5 separate regions of the Sus scrofa genome follow, and regions 1, 2, 4 and 5 are each linked to region 3. The links are chromatin contacts, called in public Hi-C, HiChIP or PLAC-seq and promoter capture Hi-C maps. All regions are on one chromosome and are shown on one strand. The core of a region is the stretch at or near the end of the contact, and the rest is flanking DNA. Distances in the headings are between cores, read along the strand shown. Region 1 holds the start of INO80E (INO80 complex subunit E). Region 2 holds the start of ZNF646 (zinc finger protein 646). Region 3 holds the start of FBRS (probable fibrosin-1). Region 4 holds the start of MVP (major vault protein). Region 5 holds the start of VKORC1 (vitamin K epoxide reductase complex subunit 1).

The links. Promoter capture Hi-C pulls out the DNA fragments that hold promoters and counts their contacts. Hi-C and Micro-C count contacts between places; a contact is called where the count stands out from the background. HiChIP or PLAC-seq counts read pairs in DNA pulled down with a chosen protein or histone mark.
Region 1: a contact with region 3 is called in an H3K27ac HiChIP or PLAC-seq map of alveolar macrophages. The contact joins the promoter of INO80E here to the promoter of FBRS in region 3. A contact is called at or near these places in 2 of 5 promoter capture datasets (fetal liver and liver) and 1 of 2 datasets of contacts at active chromatin or transcription factors (alveolar macrophages).
Region 2: a promoter capture Hi-C map of liver shows a contact between it and region 3, with 4 times the contacts expected there. The contact joins the promoter of ZNF646 here to the promoter of FBRS in region 3. A contact is called at or near these places in 1 of 5 promoter capture datasets (liver) and 2 of 2 datasets of contacts at active chromatin or transcription factors (alveolar macrophages and skeletal muscle).
Region 4: a Hi-C map of skeletal muscle shows a contact between it and region 3, with 2.8 times the contacts expected there. The contact joins the promoter of MVP here to the promoter of FBRS in region 3. A contact is called at or near these places in 3 of 47 Hi-C or Micro-C datasets (liver and skeletal muscle) and 1 of 2 datasets of contacts at active chromatin or transcription factors (alveolar macrophages).
Region 5: a contact with region 3 is called in a Hi-C map of liver, with 2.3 times the contacts expected there. The contact joins the promoter of VKORC1 here to the promoter of FBRS in region 3. A contact is called at or near these places in 3 of 47 Hi-C or Micro-C datasets (heart right ventricle, liver and retroperitoneal adipose tissue) and 1 of 2 datasets of contacts at active chromatin or transcription factors (alveolar macrophages).

The regions. Positions count from the first base shown.
Region 1 is chr3:18,200,834-18,203,558 of Sscrofa11.1, reverse strand. It overlaps INO80E (INO80 complex subunit E), which reads right to left and starts at 1,467. Exons shown (of 6, transcript XM_021088007.1): 1 at 1,252-1,467; 2 at 1,020-1,090; 3 at 771-823. The coding sequence starts at 1,332. It overlaps HIRIP3 (HIRA-interacting protein 3), which reads left to right and starts at 1,652. Exons shown (of 8, transcript XM_021087988.1): 1 at 1,652-2,147; 2 at 2,225-2,345; 3 at 2,468-2,582. The coding sequence starts at 2,083.
Region 2 is chr3:17,405,237-17,408,021 of Sscrofa11.1, reverse strand. ZNF646 (zinc finger protein 646) reads left to right here and starts at 1,392. Exons shown (of 3, transcript XM_021086398.1): 1 at 1,392-1,814. ZNF668 (zinc finger protein 668) reads right to left here and starts at 1,759. Exons shown (of 4, transcript XM_013987708.2): 1 at 1,238-1,759.
Region 3 is chr3:17,742,526-17,745,225 of Sscrofa11.1, reverse strand. It overlaps FBRS (probable fibrosin-1), which reads left to right and starts at 1,415. Exons shown (of 18, transcript XM_021086415.1): 1 at 1,415-2,700. The coding sequence starts at 2,504.
Region 4 is chr3:18,055,204-18,057,903 of Sscrofa11.1, reverse strand. MVP (major vault protein) reads right to left here and starts at 1,356. Exons shown (of 15, transcript XM_021086424.1): 1 at 551-1,356. It overlaps PAGR1 (PAXIP1-associated glutamate-rich protein 1), which reads right to left. Exons shown (of 3, transcript XM_013987719.2): 3 at 984-1,403. The coding sequence ends at 1,204.
Region 5 is chr3:17,384,854-17,387,575 of Sscrofa11.1, reverse strand. VKORC1 (vitamin K epoxide reductase complex subunit 1) reads right to left here and starts at 1,346. Exons shown (of 3, transcript XM_003124473.5): 1 at 960-1,346; 2 at 39-148. The coding sequence starts at 1,132.

The DNA.
Region 1 (2,725 bases), core at 218-2,717, 460 kb before region 3:
CTCCCATAAATAATGTTCTTAAAACAAAACCAGGAGTTCCATTGTGGCTCAGTGGAAATGAACCTGATTAGCATCCATGAGGACACAGGTTCCATCCCTGGCCTCACTCAGTGGGTTAAGTATCTGGCGTTGCCGTGAGCTGTGGTGTAGGCCGGCAACTGCAGCTTTTATTCAGCTGAGACGCTGAAACAAAAGGTATATGTTCTGCAAAGTCTACTTGGCTCTTTTCCCGCTCTCTTTCCCCTTTTTCGCCGCACCTGAAGCATATGGAGGCCACACCTGAGGATCTCAGGCCAGGGATCAAATCCAAGCTGCACCTTCGACCTACACCACTGCTTTAACTGCTGCAGTGACGCGGCCGGATCTTTAACCCACTGTGCCACAGCAGGAATGCCTACTTAGCTCTTTACAGAGAACGTTTATCAACCCCTGCTTTATTCCAATCACTACCATATCACCCTGATTTTATGCCTTTCGAATCTAAAACTCTAGTTTATTTCTTTGCTCTCTTATTACACCTAATTACAATACAAATTCCCAGAAGCTTTGTGCATCTCAGTCACCACTGCATTCCCTGTGCAGAGCACAGTGCCTGAAACGAAGTAGATATCCAGTAATACTTGAGTTAACAAACAGGGGAGGTGGAGGGCAAGCAACCAGGCTTAGGAACCACCAGAGGTGTACTGGCCTCCAGTCTAAAAGGAGGGCCCAGTGAGCTGGCTGGAGCGCCAGGAGCATGTCCTCCACCAATTTTCCATGACCCTGCTCACCAGAAGAGTCTTCATCCACGTTCTCGTACTGCAGAAGTCGGTCTAGGAGGAAACTGAGGAAAGAGGCGGGGGGAACAATGAGTGTTTATTCCCATCTCTGCAACGTTCTCTTGAGCCCCCGTCCCTTCGAACTGGCCCCGTCCTCACAACAGTCCCCAGGCAGGCATCATGCATTTGTGGCCCATTCCAGGGTGGGGGCCGAATGTAGATCTACTCTGGTCTCCCTCCTCCCCTCGGAGCCTGTCTCACCTCTTGTCCCGGGACACCTTCAACAATTTTCTCTGTGCCTTCCTCAGTTCCTCCTGGAAGCACTCGTGTTCCTGTATCAAGGGCAAGGTGGATGCTGAGCCACCTGCCATCCGTAAATGGGGCTCGGAAGCCGGCCACAGAGTACCCTGCTCCCTTTACACAGAACTAAACGGACGTCCTACCAGCGCCAGGCCTCACCCCCCTCCACCTTCCCACTCCACCCAGCACTCACGTAGATGAGGAATTTGAGCTTCCGCTTCAGGTTCCGGTATTTCTTCTTGTAGTCCACTTCGCCATCCGCCGGCCCGTTCATGACTGGGTCCGGGAGTGGCGCCCCAAACCTAGTCCGGGGTCCCGCTACCCGAAAGCCGCCTCGGCCCGGCCTCTTCCGCTTCCACTTCCGGAGACTCGGCTAGGCTGTGTTCGCTGGGACTACAACTCCCAGAGTCCACCGCGCCCAGAGATCTTGACCACAGGGGGTGGCTCCGAGGGACCACCGTGAAAGGAGCGTTGTTTCCAGGGGATACGCGGAAGATGGCGCCGCCGCGACGTGAAGACGTCACAGAGATGTCGGCTGCCGAAGGGCTTCCTTACTGACTTGGAATGTGCTTAGCGATTTGAAGCCACAAGACGAATTTCTCCCTGGAATTCCTAGTCTCTAGGTGGGGACGCCCTTTTCTTTCTGTCTTTCGAAAATCACAGAGGCCTAACTGCTGCCCGTGATCACGAACGGAGGCAGCGTCGCAGGTTGATTGCGTTACCCAAAGGTTGCGGGCTGCGAATCGGTTTCTAAGGAAAACTTTCGAAGCGCTTCGTTCTTAAAAAAAAAAAAAAAAAAAAGAGGAAGGAGCTGCGAGACACCCCCCCCCCAAACACACACACTGCCCGGGGAGAGCAAGTTTTGTCTGGTAAAGTTCTCGGTCTAAGCGGCCCGCAACGGACCTTCAACGGTCGCTAGCCTCACGGCTCTACGACTCTGCGCGTGCGCAAGCTCCTGTCAAACGCGTGGACGGAGGCCGGGAAGAAAAAAGGCGGGAGCCACCAGTATTCTGGGTGGAGCAAAATGGCGCGGGAGAATGAGATGCAGGAGTTCACCCGTAGCTTCTTCCGAGGCCGCCCGGACCTCAGGTGCACCGGAGGTTGGCGTTGGGGTTGGAAAGGGCAGGGGCGGGACGGGGACTCTGTCCTGACACGTGTTTCTGCAGCACGCTTACGCACTCCATCGTGCGGCAGAGGTTCTTGGCTCACGCCGGCCGCGACCACCTGGAACCTGAGGAGAAGCAGGCGCTGAAGAGGCTAGTGGAGGAGGAGCTGCTGAAGATGCAGGTGAGGGCGCCAGCCGGGGTCACCAGAGGCGGGGGTTGTGGAGGCGGCGGCGGAGGAGCCTGAGGGGGGCGGGGCCGAAAACAACCTTGGTTCATGTTTTGCCCTCTTGATGCTCCACACAGGTGGATGAAACGGGTGCCAAGGAAGAGAGGCTCGACCTTGCCAAGAAGGCGAAGAGGTCTCCCACCCTCTGCCATGACCGAGAGAGGAAAAGGTTCCGTTTCAATTCAGAGTCAGGTTAGTGCTTTCTACATAGGTGGTCCATTCAAAACGTATTTACTTGTTGCGCGTGAGCTATGCCCCAAGGCCTTAGATGAGGGCGCTGGATGGGTGCGTCAGGCACTAGGAAAAGGGTAGACTGAGCGCTGTCTCCTACTGCC
Region 2 (2,785 bases), core at 143-2,642, 340 kb after region 3:
AGCCCTGTCTTTGTTTACTACTGGATTTAGGTGGGGGATGCCATCCTGCTGCTAGAATAGGCTCTAAATGCCAGGAATGCAGATTTAATTCCCAAAGGGTTTAGGCTAGAACCCTGCAGGCAGGGATGAAGTGAAGAGCCCACTTTTTATCCTCTCTCCATCTCAGTCTCCCCACATGTAAACAAGTAGTCACCGGTAGGCCTCACAGGCCACGGGAGATCCGGTGAGATAGCAGATGGGGAACTGTGAACCATGCAGAGAGGCGAGCTAGTCATCTCCTGAACATCCATGCAATCTGGTTAGCCCATAACCTAATCCCAACCCACTTTTTTCAGCCTCACCTCCAGAGGCACTGTGCCCCTCCGCACCATAGCTCCAGCCGCAATTCTCAAACTTCCCCACCTAAATACATCCCCGTACGCAGTTCCCTCTGCCTTCTCCTGTTGGAAAACTGTTGCATCCTTCAAATACCTGCTTCCCCAGTGCCCCCAGGAATAATTAATAGGTAGTAGAGGTAAGGGCACCACTACACTCTGGGCCTCAGTTTTCTCATCAGAAAAGTGGGGTCTCTGAGGCACGTGGGAGTTTGAAGGGCGTTAGAGCCAAGATCTGCGAAATCCCTGCGCTTCCAGCTCCCTGCAACCATCTATGTGTCCGCATCCCTCCAGGCAGAGAGCCCCGCAGGGCAGGGCCCTGGGCTGACTCTTCGCAGAAAAAGCCCTGGGAAAACGTGGCATCGGATAATGTGGCAAGAAGAAAGGAACGATGAATGAGAGAATGAACAAATGAATGGACCGAAGGCCAGGCTCTGGACAAAGGCCTGCAAGATGGCGTTCTCTAGGACCGCGGGAGGGGCGGCCGAGACCTCGACCGGGGAGGGGGCCGCCGGCACCAGAGAACCGTGCAAGGCCGGCCGCGCGCCTGGGACAAAAGCCCGCAACATGGCGGGCTCTAGGACCCTCGGGCCCGCACCATGCAAGGCGGGCAGCCGTGCCGGCCGAGACCAGGCGTCCGCTGCAGCCGGCCCGCCGGGACAGCCGGCGGGTTCTAGGACCCGCTGGGCCCGGAGCCCGCCCGCGCCCTCCCGGGGCCGCACTCCTCCCGCCCCGCCCGCGCTGCTCGCGCCAGGCTAACCCCATCCGCCCTCGGCACCCACAGGGAAACTGAGGCCCGCTCGGATCGCGTCCGCTCTGGGGCCGCCTGGGGGCCCTTGAGGACTCCTGCCGGCGTTTCCTACCTGAGAAGACTCGGGCCGGCTCCGTGGCGCCAGCGGCAGCTCCTCGCACCGACAGAGCCCGGGACACAGCCAGGGAGGGGCAGGCGCTAGGACCCAGCGGGTGGGGGTGGGAGGAGGCGGAGCCAACGAGCGGAAGTGGAAGGGAGCTTTCCTCCCTAGGGAGGAACACAAAGTGTACCGGCGCACCCCCAACCGAAGGTGGAGGAGAAACCCTTTGCAAGGGGTCTCTGTGGGTGCTAATGACAGGGAACACCGGAGTAGGTTTGCGGGTGCACTGGCTATTGCTAGCCTGGGGAAAGGTCACCGTGAACTAGAAGGTGGGAGGACAGAAAGGCCATGCTCAAGACTTGGAGTACCTAAGTCCGCTTATATTCATTCCACAAAATTTCCCTTAATAACAAGGAGTGAATGAAGCTCCCTCCATCTGTCTTGGGAAGTTCTTCAGGGAGCCCCCCGAAAAGTGTCGCCAAAATACTGAGGCCAGGGCTGCAGAACCAACCCTTTTTTTCCCCTCCTCTGCGCTCAGCCAACATGCACCGGAACGATTTTAGCGGCTCTTCCCGGAAGTGTGGCTAAGGTTAGTGCAGAACAACGCAGCTTTTGACCTACGTGGGCGGGGTCAGAGTCGGGTAAGCTGTGTCTCTCCTAGCACCGGAAATGTGGCTGCTTGGAGGCGGGACAGAAGTATTCTCAGGGCGGAAGTTTCGCGGGGAAGCTTTTGCCGCCAGGACACTTCCTGTTTCCTAATAACAATAGGAAGTGTCCGAGGAGGTGAGGGTAGACTGCTGGCTCGTGCCAGCTGCGCCCTCTTTCCTCTACTTCCTTCCTTCTCCCCCTCTCCTTTCCCTCTTTCCCTCCCCTCCCACTTCCCAGGAGCCCTGGTGGAGTGTGCGTGTGTGGGAGCGCGAGAGCCCCCCAACAGCCACCCCTTGGGGCGCGCGGCTGCAGTTAGGGTGAGGGTCCCAGTGCGCAGGCGCGCTCCCGTTCGCCGTCCCCAACGGACGCACCCGCGGCGGGAACGAGAAGGGGTCACCGGTGCGAGGTAGGGGTCCTAGGAGAAAACTGGCCTAGGAGATGAGTGAGGTTAGGACCTCACTGGTGGTTGATGACGAGAAGAGACTCTTGAGCGAAGGGGCTTGGTGAGGTGAGGATTTGGGGAGCAGGTTCAGTAAGGGGTTTAGAGTCAGAGATAGGAGTTATATTAGGGTCCCGTGGGAGTGAAGGGTCAGAGAAGGCCAAAGTGATGTAGGAGGCATGGGGCCTGCTATGGAGAGAGCAAGGGCTTTGGAAAGAAGCTTGCCAGAATAGTGGGTTGGCCAGTGTGTAAACTGAGGTAACAGGCATTGCAGTGTGTTGTGAAGGCTAAGTGACACCACACCTGTTCTTTACTTAGCACAGTGCCTGGCACATGGTAATACTTAGGTAGCAGGGGTTGCTCTTGTCATCAGTATTATGAGAGAAGATAGAAGAAAAAATCAGAAGGGATGCTGGAGTGTAAAGTGAGGAGGCATGGGAAAGAAAAAAGGTAGGGGGTGAAGAATCAGAAAT
Region 3 (2,700 bases), core at 166-2,665:
TGGGTTAAGAACCCAACTAGTATCCATGAGGATAAGTGTTTGATGATCCCTGGCCTTGCTCAGCAGGTTAAGGGTCCAGTGTTGCTGCAAGCTGTGGTGTAGGTGACAGATGTGGCTCAGATCTGGCATTGCTGTGGCTGTGGTGTAGGCCAGCAGCTAAGCTCTGATTCAAGCCCTAACCTGGGAACCTCCATATGCTGCAGCTGCAACCCTAAAAAGGAAAAAAAAGAATTTTCCCATATGGATACGTCTGAATTTCCTCCAGAAGATACTATGATTCTATACCTGGTCAGGGTTCTCTCAACTCACTTACGTCGCAGAGGACAGATGTAAAGACCCAGAGTGGACGAAGGCCTTGATCACCATGGCCCTGAGTTCCTCCTAACACACAGGCCAGGATCCTCCTGCTGGATTCAAGAGCTGAGTACTCAGCTATAATTAAGCACCTACAACAACCTGTCCCAGTTACCTGACCTACACAAAGCCTTGTGAGAGTCATACCCATTTAATATATAAGCAAGCAAGTTGACTGTTCCAGTGCTATGTCCACCTTAAAAGGGTAACCTAAACAACCAGCGGACGTAAGTGGCACTGTACATCTTTCATAACTTAGAGGCAAAATACAGCAGTGGTCAAGAGCACTGACTGGAGCTAAACTTGAGTCCAAACCCTGGCTGGGAAATTAAACCTGCATCAATTCCCTGCTCCTTCTGTAAAATGGGGCTGATAGGAGTATCTTCCTAAGAGACTTCGTACTGTCAAACGAGTTAATATGAGAGAAAGTGCCCGGCACACAGGACAAGGTGTTTCTTGCTAGAACGCGGAGACCATAGGCAAGCACTCTCTCACTGCACCGACCCATAACGGGATGCGGTTTGCTTGCCGCGCGACTAGAGCTCTCAAAACACGCCGCAAGCTCTAGCCATCCCGCACCGCGGGAGATCCCGCTGAGCAGCTACCCGACGGAGGTACCACCACGCGCGTGCGCGAAAAGCCAAGCGGCCGGTGGACTAAGCCAAACGGCGGAAAGGGAGAGAAGACGTAGCGCGCGGCAGACAAGGACCTGCCTCGGCCCCGCGCCGCCCAGCGGCCAACCGTCCCTAGGACTCGCGCACCCCATCCGGATCCTTGCCTAGACGCCGTCAGGTCACGGGCCAATGAACGAAGAGCAGGAAGAGGCGGGGTCATCTGAAGGACCGCCCCAAGCACGTACTTCTAACCAGTCGAGTCATAAGACTTGATGAAGGGAGGAGCTAATCTGACGTATACCCAATCCAAGATTTGAGGGCGGCTACATATTACCCACTCCCCGGAGTTTGACTCCGCCCTTCGCCTTGACGTACACGTCTCAACCTATCAACGACTAAGCCTGTAGAGGGGTGAGGGGAAGGGGGCGGAGAGTGGGAGGAGGCAAAGAGAGGAAGGAGGCGTAGGCTGAGGAGGAAGAGGGAGGAGGGGCAGGGAAGTCCTGGCGGAGAGGAGGCCCCAGACTCCAAAGGAGACAACAGGAGGGTACGCAGAAGCTCCCTCCCTACCCAGCAGCCGTTCCGGATCCCTTAAGGCGCAAGTCAGACAGAGACGGAGGAAAGGAGGAAGAGACTTTTATGTCGGCAGACAGAGAAGCTCTACCCGTCACCGTTGCCTCACATCCGGGGCTTTGGAGGGCTGGCCCCCGCGGCCCCGCCCCCCCCTCGCGCCTTTCATGGCGACCGGAGGCGGAGGCTGGAAGAGCTGGGCTTGGAGGAGGCCCCTTTAAATCTCCTTAAAGGGGTGGCCACTCATCTCGGCAGACTACAACGCCAGCCTTTAAAGGGGAAGCCACCGAACAGACGCTGACAAATTGAGAACTGTGCTGTTGGGAGAATTGGAAGGAGTGGGGATTCTCACCGCCTCTCCTCCCCCACGCAAGAAGTCCTTTAAATTCAACTTAAAGGGGAAGTGGCTGCTTGTGGAGGACTAGAAACTAACTCCCGAGCCCTTAAAGGGGCGGCCTGCTGTTTGGAGAACCCTGGACTCCTTAAAGGGGTGGCCTCTTTTCGTCGGAGGACTTGAGGCACTTTTAAAGGGGAGGTCTGCGTTTCGGGTCGAGCTTTCGGCCCCTTTTAAAGGGGTGGCCCTTCCTCTTCCTCGGGGAGACTTGTCTCGACCCCTGGCAGGGGGCGGCCACCGAACTAGGCCGGTCGGACACCGTCGGGTCGTCTTAAAGGGGACAGGGGCTGAACAACTTGAGGCCTTGCCTTAAAGGAACGGCCGCTCCGTTTTCGTCGTCTCGTCCCCGCCGGCCCCACAGGGGGGGCCCTCAGGCTTGTCGCCCCGGGGGCGGCGCCGGCTTCCCGGGCCTTGGCCTTGGGGCAAGCTCGGGGCCAGGAGATCCTGCTTTAAAGGGGAAGCCGTGGCCCTCTCGTCCCTGTGCAGCCGCCAGCGCCGCGCGTGCGACCCCGGGCCTGCGGACAGGCCGCTTCGGGCCCCGCCGCCTCCGGATGCGGCGCTGAGGGCGGTCGCCATGGAGACGGCAGCGGCCGCGGCTCCCGGCCCGGGCTGGGCCGCTGAGGGGGAGCGGCGGCGGCGGCGCTGCTCGCGCCGAGACCGAGACCGGGAGCAGCGGCGCCGCCGAGGTCCCGGCGGCGACGCGCCCCGGGCCCTATTGGCCGCCCCGCGCGGTTCCTCGTCCTCGTCGTCGCCGCCGCCGCCCGCCAGGCC
Region 4 (2,700 bases), core at 107-2,606, 310 kb before region 3:
CTTCTAGAAATCAAGCCTATCTGAAGATTACTCTGCCGACGACCTCTCAAATGAACTGCAAGGCCCGCCGTGCGCAGAGCCGAGGGGGGTAGTGGTGGAAACCTCAGCGTTTGCAGGGTTGAGGAACCTCCACGGGGGGCGCGTTCTAAGAGCTCAAGGGGAGCGACCAGAGCCCAGGTCCCCAGGGGGAGGGAAAAGATGAGGACAGCAGGGACCAGTCTCAGTCCAGGAGGGGGTGTGAACGGACCCGTGAAGCTTCCCCTGCCCCTACTGCGGATGTGGGAGCTCAAAGTCCGAGAGGCCTGAGATGGGGTTTGGCGAGGGGTCAGATGAGTTGCCTTTTGCCTTCAGAAGCCCGAAAAAACAAGGCCAGCGGTATCTCCCAAGGCCAAGCCTCCACCCACCTTCTCCCGGCTCTAGTTCTAAAGCCACCTGCCCCAGCCCACGCGAGTCGGCGAAGGCAGGACAGAGCTAGGGAGAGGTCTTGGGGGTGGGGGACAAGGGCCCGCCAGCTGGTTTGGGGCTTTGGGAGCCAGGACGGAGTACTTACATCCAGAAGTGTGGCTGGCTGCAGCTGACGCCTCAGCTCGGAGAGGGAGCCGCCTTCACCCAGCCCTAGGGATCACTTCCCGGCAGGGCAGGCCAGGCGCAGGGGTGGGGCTTGGGCATTTAAAGGGCCCTTGCAGCTGGTTCTCGTTGAGTTTTTTGGGTTTGTTTCTCTCCTGTGGGAGGCTTTCACTGCAGCTGAAGGCACTGCAGCTCATTCAGTGCTCAGGAATGCCCGCCTCAGAGCCAGCTGGCAGCGCTGGAATGAAACTAGGAGGGGGTCCAAGGCCTAGGGCGGCGGCGGGGGGGGGGGGGGGTGGTGCTGAGTTGGCTTCTCCCCCCTCTGGCTGGCATTTCCCATCAGGGTGGGTCCGACTCTGCCTCTCCAGGCCTGCGTGTGCTCCAGCGGCAGTACCTCCTCTAAAGAGAAGATAACCTGCTACTTTTCTTTTTTTATTTTAGATTCAGAAAATTCAGCCCAGGTGTCCAAACAACGGTTCCATAGAAAACACACACACACATACACATGTCCTCTTTCTGGTAAGGTGCTGTGTTGGGAGTTCGCAGGGTCTCTGCTCCTCCCAGGTGCCCCAGCGCCCCCGGGGTAGGGAGGGAGGGCCAGCAGGTCAGGACTCTGCACCCTAAAGGCAGAGGCGCTCAGTACTTGCGCTGCCTGGGGAAGAGGCTACTTCCCGAGGCCCGGAGCGCGGGGCTGGGGGGGCTGGCGTCCTCTGCGTCCAGGCTGAAGAGGTCCCTGCCGGTCCGGAGGATCTGCTCCTCCAGCTTCTTGTGCCGCTTCATGTCCGAGAGGACCTTGTCCAGGCGGGCCTCCCGTTTCTGGCTCCGGGCTGAGCTTCCTGCAGAAGGGGAAGGAGAGAAATGTGGGCGCGACTGAGGTTCTGTGCCCCGGACCTTCCTGGGATCTTATGACTCACTTGAGGAGCTCGGGAAACAGAGCGACTTCTAGGCCTGTCCTGGAGGGGCTGTGGTGTAGGGCTGGGGCCTCAGATGGGGTGGGCCGTGAAGGCTGGACGTATGAGAAGGGGCAGGTAATGTGAAGACCTAGGAAGAGCAGCCCAGGCAGGCACCAGCAAGTGCAAAAGCCCCAGGGCAGGAACGGGGAGGTCTGCTCAAGGGCAAATGCAGAACTGGGGGAGACAGGAAAGATGAGGCCCAAGAAATGACTCACAGATCACGATAAGGGGTACGGATCTCTTTGTTTAAATGGAAGCCTTGGTGGGGGCACAGTGTGTGTGTTGGATTCTCTTTGTTTAAATTGTTTTAGGGCCGCACCCACGGTATATGGCGGTTCCCAGGCGAGGGGTCGAATCAGAGCTGTAGCTGCCGGCCGACACCACAGCCTTGGCAATGCTGGGATCCTTAGCAAAGCCAGGGATGGAAACTGTGTCCTCATGGATGAGAGTTGGGTTCATTAACCACTGAGCAACGATGGGAACTCCTGGATTCTCATTTTGATAAGCTCTTACACCCCAGCAATAAAATCCTTTGGAAGACTTTTTTTTTTTTTTGCTTTTTACCGCTGCACGTGCAGGACATGGAAGTTCCCAAGCTAGGGGTTGAAAGCTACAGCTGCCAGCCTATACCACAGCCACAGCCATTCGGGATCCAAGCCACATCTGCGACCTACACCACAGCTCACAACAACATCGGATCCTTAACCAACTGCGCAAGACCAGGGATCACACCCGCATCCTCGTGGATACTAGTTGGGTTCATTTCCGATGAGCCACAATGGGAACTCCTTTTTTTTTTAACGGCCGCAGCCATGGCACATGGAAGTTCAGGGACTGAATCCAAACCACAGCTGAGGCTACGCCCGATCCTTTAACCCAGAGCACCAGGCCCAGGATTGAACCCGTCCCTCTCCAGTGAACCAAGTCACTGCAATCAGATTCTTAATCCACTGCACCAAGCAGGAACTCCTCCTTCGGAGAATTTAAAACAGAATTGGGAGTTCCTGTCGTGGCACAGCAGCAACAAATCCTACTAGGAACCATGAGGTTGCAGGTTCGATCCCTGGCCTTGCTCAGTGGGTTAAGGATCCAGTGTTGCCGTGAGCTGTGGTGTAGGTCGCAGATGTGGCCGGATCACGTGTTGCTGTGGTGTAGGCCAGGGGCTGCAGCTCCAATTGGA
Region 5 (2,722 bases), core at 97-2,596, 360 kb after region 3:
AAGGGGCCTGTCACGTCATGAGAGGGTGCAACACTCACCTAACAACAGCTGTAGTGTGTAGAAGATGCAGCCAAATATGCTGTTGGATTGATTGAGGACGCTGTCCTTGCCCAGCACCTGCTCCACCAGTCCGAAGCCCTGGCCCCACCTGGCGGAGGGGAGGCCCCAGGTTAGGAGTGTCAACTGTGGCCCCTGACATGGGAAGAGCATTTCCAGCGAACCACCAGGGCTGTCCTTCCCCTTCTCCCTCTTCCCCCAACCCCCACCTGAGTCCAAGGGTCAATGACCTCCTGGTATGGCCTTTCTTTGGCCACGTCAGGATCCCATGTCACTGCCCCTATCCTCCCCCATCTTCGGGTCAGACCACGCCTGACCATGGCTCCCCCATAGACTGCTCTTTTCATCTTAGACTTTCAATAATTCATAAGATGGCAAGGTGGATATAACTCTTCATCTTGCCTTATGATTACCAGAGACTGGGAAACGAGGGCAGAATCTCCCTGTCCTGGACCCCTAAACTTCCAACATCCTGGCCACGCACTCCCCTCCTCTCTCTTAGGTCATCCCACTAACCCTGGACTCTAGAGCACAGTCGGACCTGGCCACCTTGGCCCCAGGTACGGCCGTCCTCAAGACCATCATCAGTGCCTACACGTGCTCACACCTCCCCGTCGTGCCCAGTCACTGTTATTCCTCGTCATCAGGATCCACGTGCACTCCCTCGAATAACTTCAGTACAAAGCACTATCTGCCCCTTCGGCCTCACACTTCTAACTCGGACACACCCATTTCACCAGGCAACGCCCCCTTGAGCAGCTCGCCCCTGTGCGTCCGCTCCCCGGGCACCCAGATCCCACATTTGAGGATCATCTGGCAACCTGGCCGCCATGCACACCCGGTTCCCATGCACCACTTCTACGAACAGGCAGGTCCCCCAAGCCTTCCACGCGCGCGCGCACCTGGAGGAGAAGACGCGGGAACAACTGATGGCGGTGCCCACGTCGCAGAGAGCGCGGTAATTCCGGTCCCGGGCGCGCGCCGCCTTCACGTGCAGAGCGTAGAGAGACAGCACTAAGCCCGCGAGGCAAAGCGCGAACCGCACCCAGCCAGGATTCCGCCAGGTAGTGCCCATGTCTTCTGGTCCCGCCCGAGTGGTCCCGCCCGAGGCACCAGCCGAAATGGAGCCAGCCACGGAGCAGGGGCGGGGCAGGATCTGGCCACTCCCCCTCTCGCCCCTCTGACTGGGCGATTGGCCTGCTGGTCTCGTACTCCCTGACCTAATTGGTTGTTCCTAGGACTTGGCAGGCGTGCTGCGGCACTAAGAAAACAGTTGAGGAATGCTGGGACTGGAAAACCAGATCAAGGGACGTGGGTATTTACGGATTTGAAGGCCTACCAGGCATGATGGGAGTTGTAGTCTGGGCGGCCGCAATGCCTCACGGGTAATGGAGTCTCCGGAGTTTTAAAAATTATATTGGTTTTTAAATTACAGTATATAGCGCTTATTCTATGCCAAGTCCTGTTCTAACTTTGAAACATCCAAGACCGAGAGACCAGCGGATCAGGGAATCCAGCAAACATAGCGATGCAATCAAGAACCAAGCGTTTTCCCTGAAATTATCTCAAACTTTTTTGGACTCCAACTTTCGATCAGCCTAGCTTGCTTAGCCATTCCCTCCTGCTGCACCAGCGCCTCCTAATGGCCGATTTCTCTCTCCGTTTCTCCCCTACATTCCCAGCTCTGTCACGTCCACCCTACCCTGGACAGTATCTTAACCTCTGTTCTATTGTGGCGCCACCTGGCGAAACCTGAGCCCAGATCAACTCAACAGTCCCTCCTTTCCAAGCCCTCGGTGGGCTAGCTGAGCTCTCCCCTACACAGATGTAGCATCTACTGACTGAAGACCCATCTCACCTATATCTCTTCTTCCTTCCCATTTGCATTAAAACTTTTCACGATTCTTTTTTTTTTTTTTTTTTTTTGACCATGCCTGCCACAGCATGTGGAAGTTCCTGGGCCAGGTATGAAATAGGCGCCACAGCAGCAACCCAAGCTGCTTCAGTGACAACGGCCAGATCTTTAACCCACTGCGCACAAAAGACCTCTCACTTTCCCGCATTTTAGAAGCTGCAACCGTCGTGGCTCAGTGGTTAATGAATCCGACTAGGAACCATGAGGTTGCAGGTTCAATCCCTGGCCTTGCTCAGTGGGTTAAGGATCCGGCGTTGCCATGAGCTGTGGTGTAGGTCGCAGATGTGGCTCCGATCCCGTGTTGCTGTGGCTGTGGTGTAGGTAGGCAGCTACAGCTCTGATTAGATCCCTAGCCTGGGAACTTCCATATGCCACATGAGTGGCCCTAGAAAAGGCAAAATGACAAAAAAAAAAAAAAAAAAAAAAAAAAAAAAAGAAGAAGCTGCAACAAATATCCCTTCACAATCAAATGTTTGGGAAGATTTTACACTGCCAATCTCTTCTTCCTTGCTGCCCAGCACACCATAAACTAGCTCCTGCCCCCAGTATTCCCCTGACAACTAATGCCTGGTGTCCCCAAGATGCCAAATACAATGGATATTTTTCAGTTCTTATCATGCTTGACCTCCCAACAGTATTAGACACTGTTAGGCACACCTTCCTGGGAATTCTCTCTTCCTCTGGCTTCTGTGATATTTCTCCTGCTGGCCCTCCTCTCTCTCTGGCTGCTTCTCTTTTCAGGCCCACTCC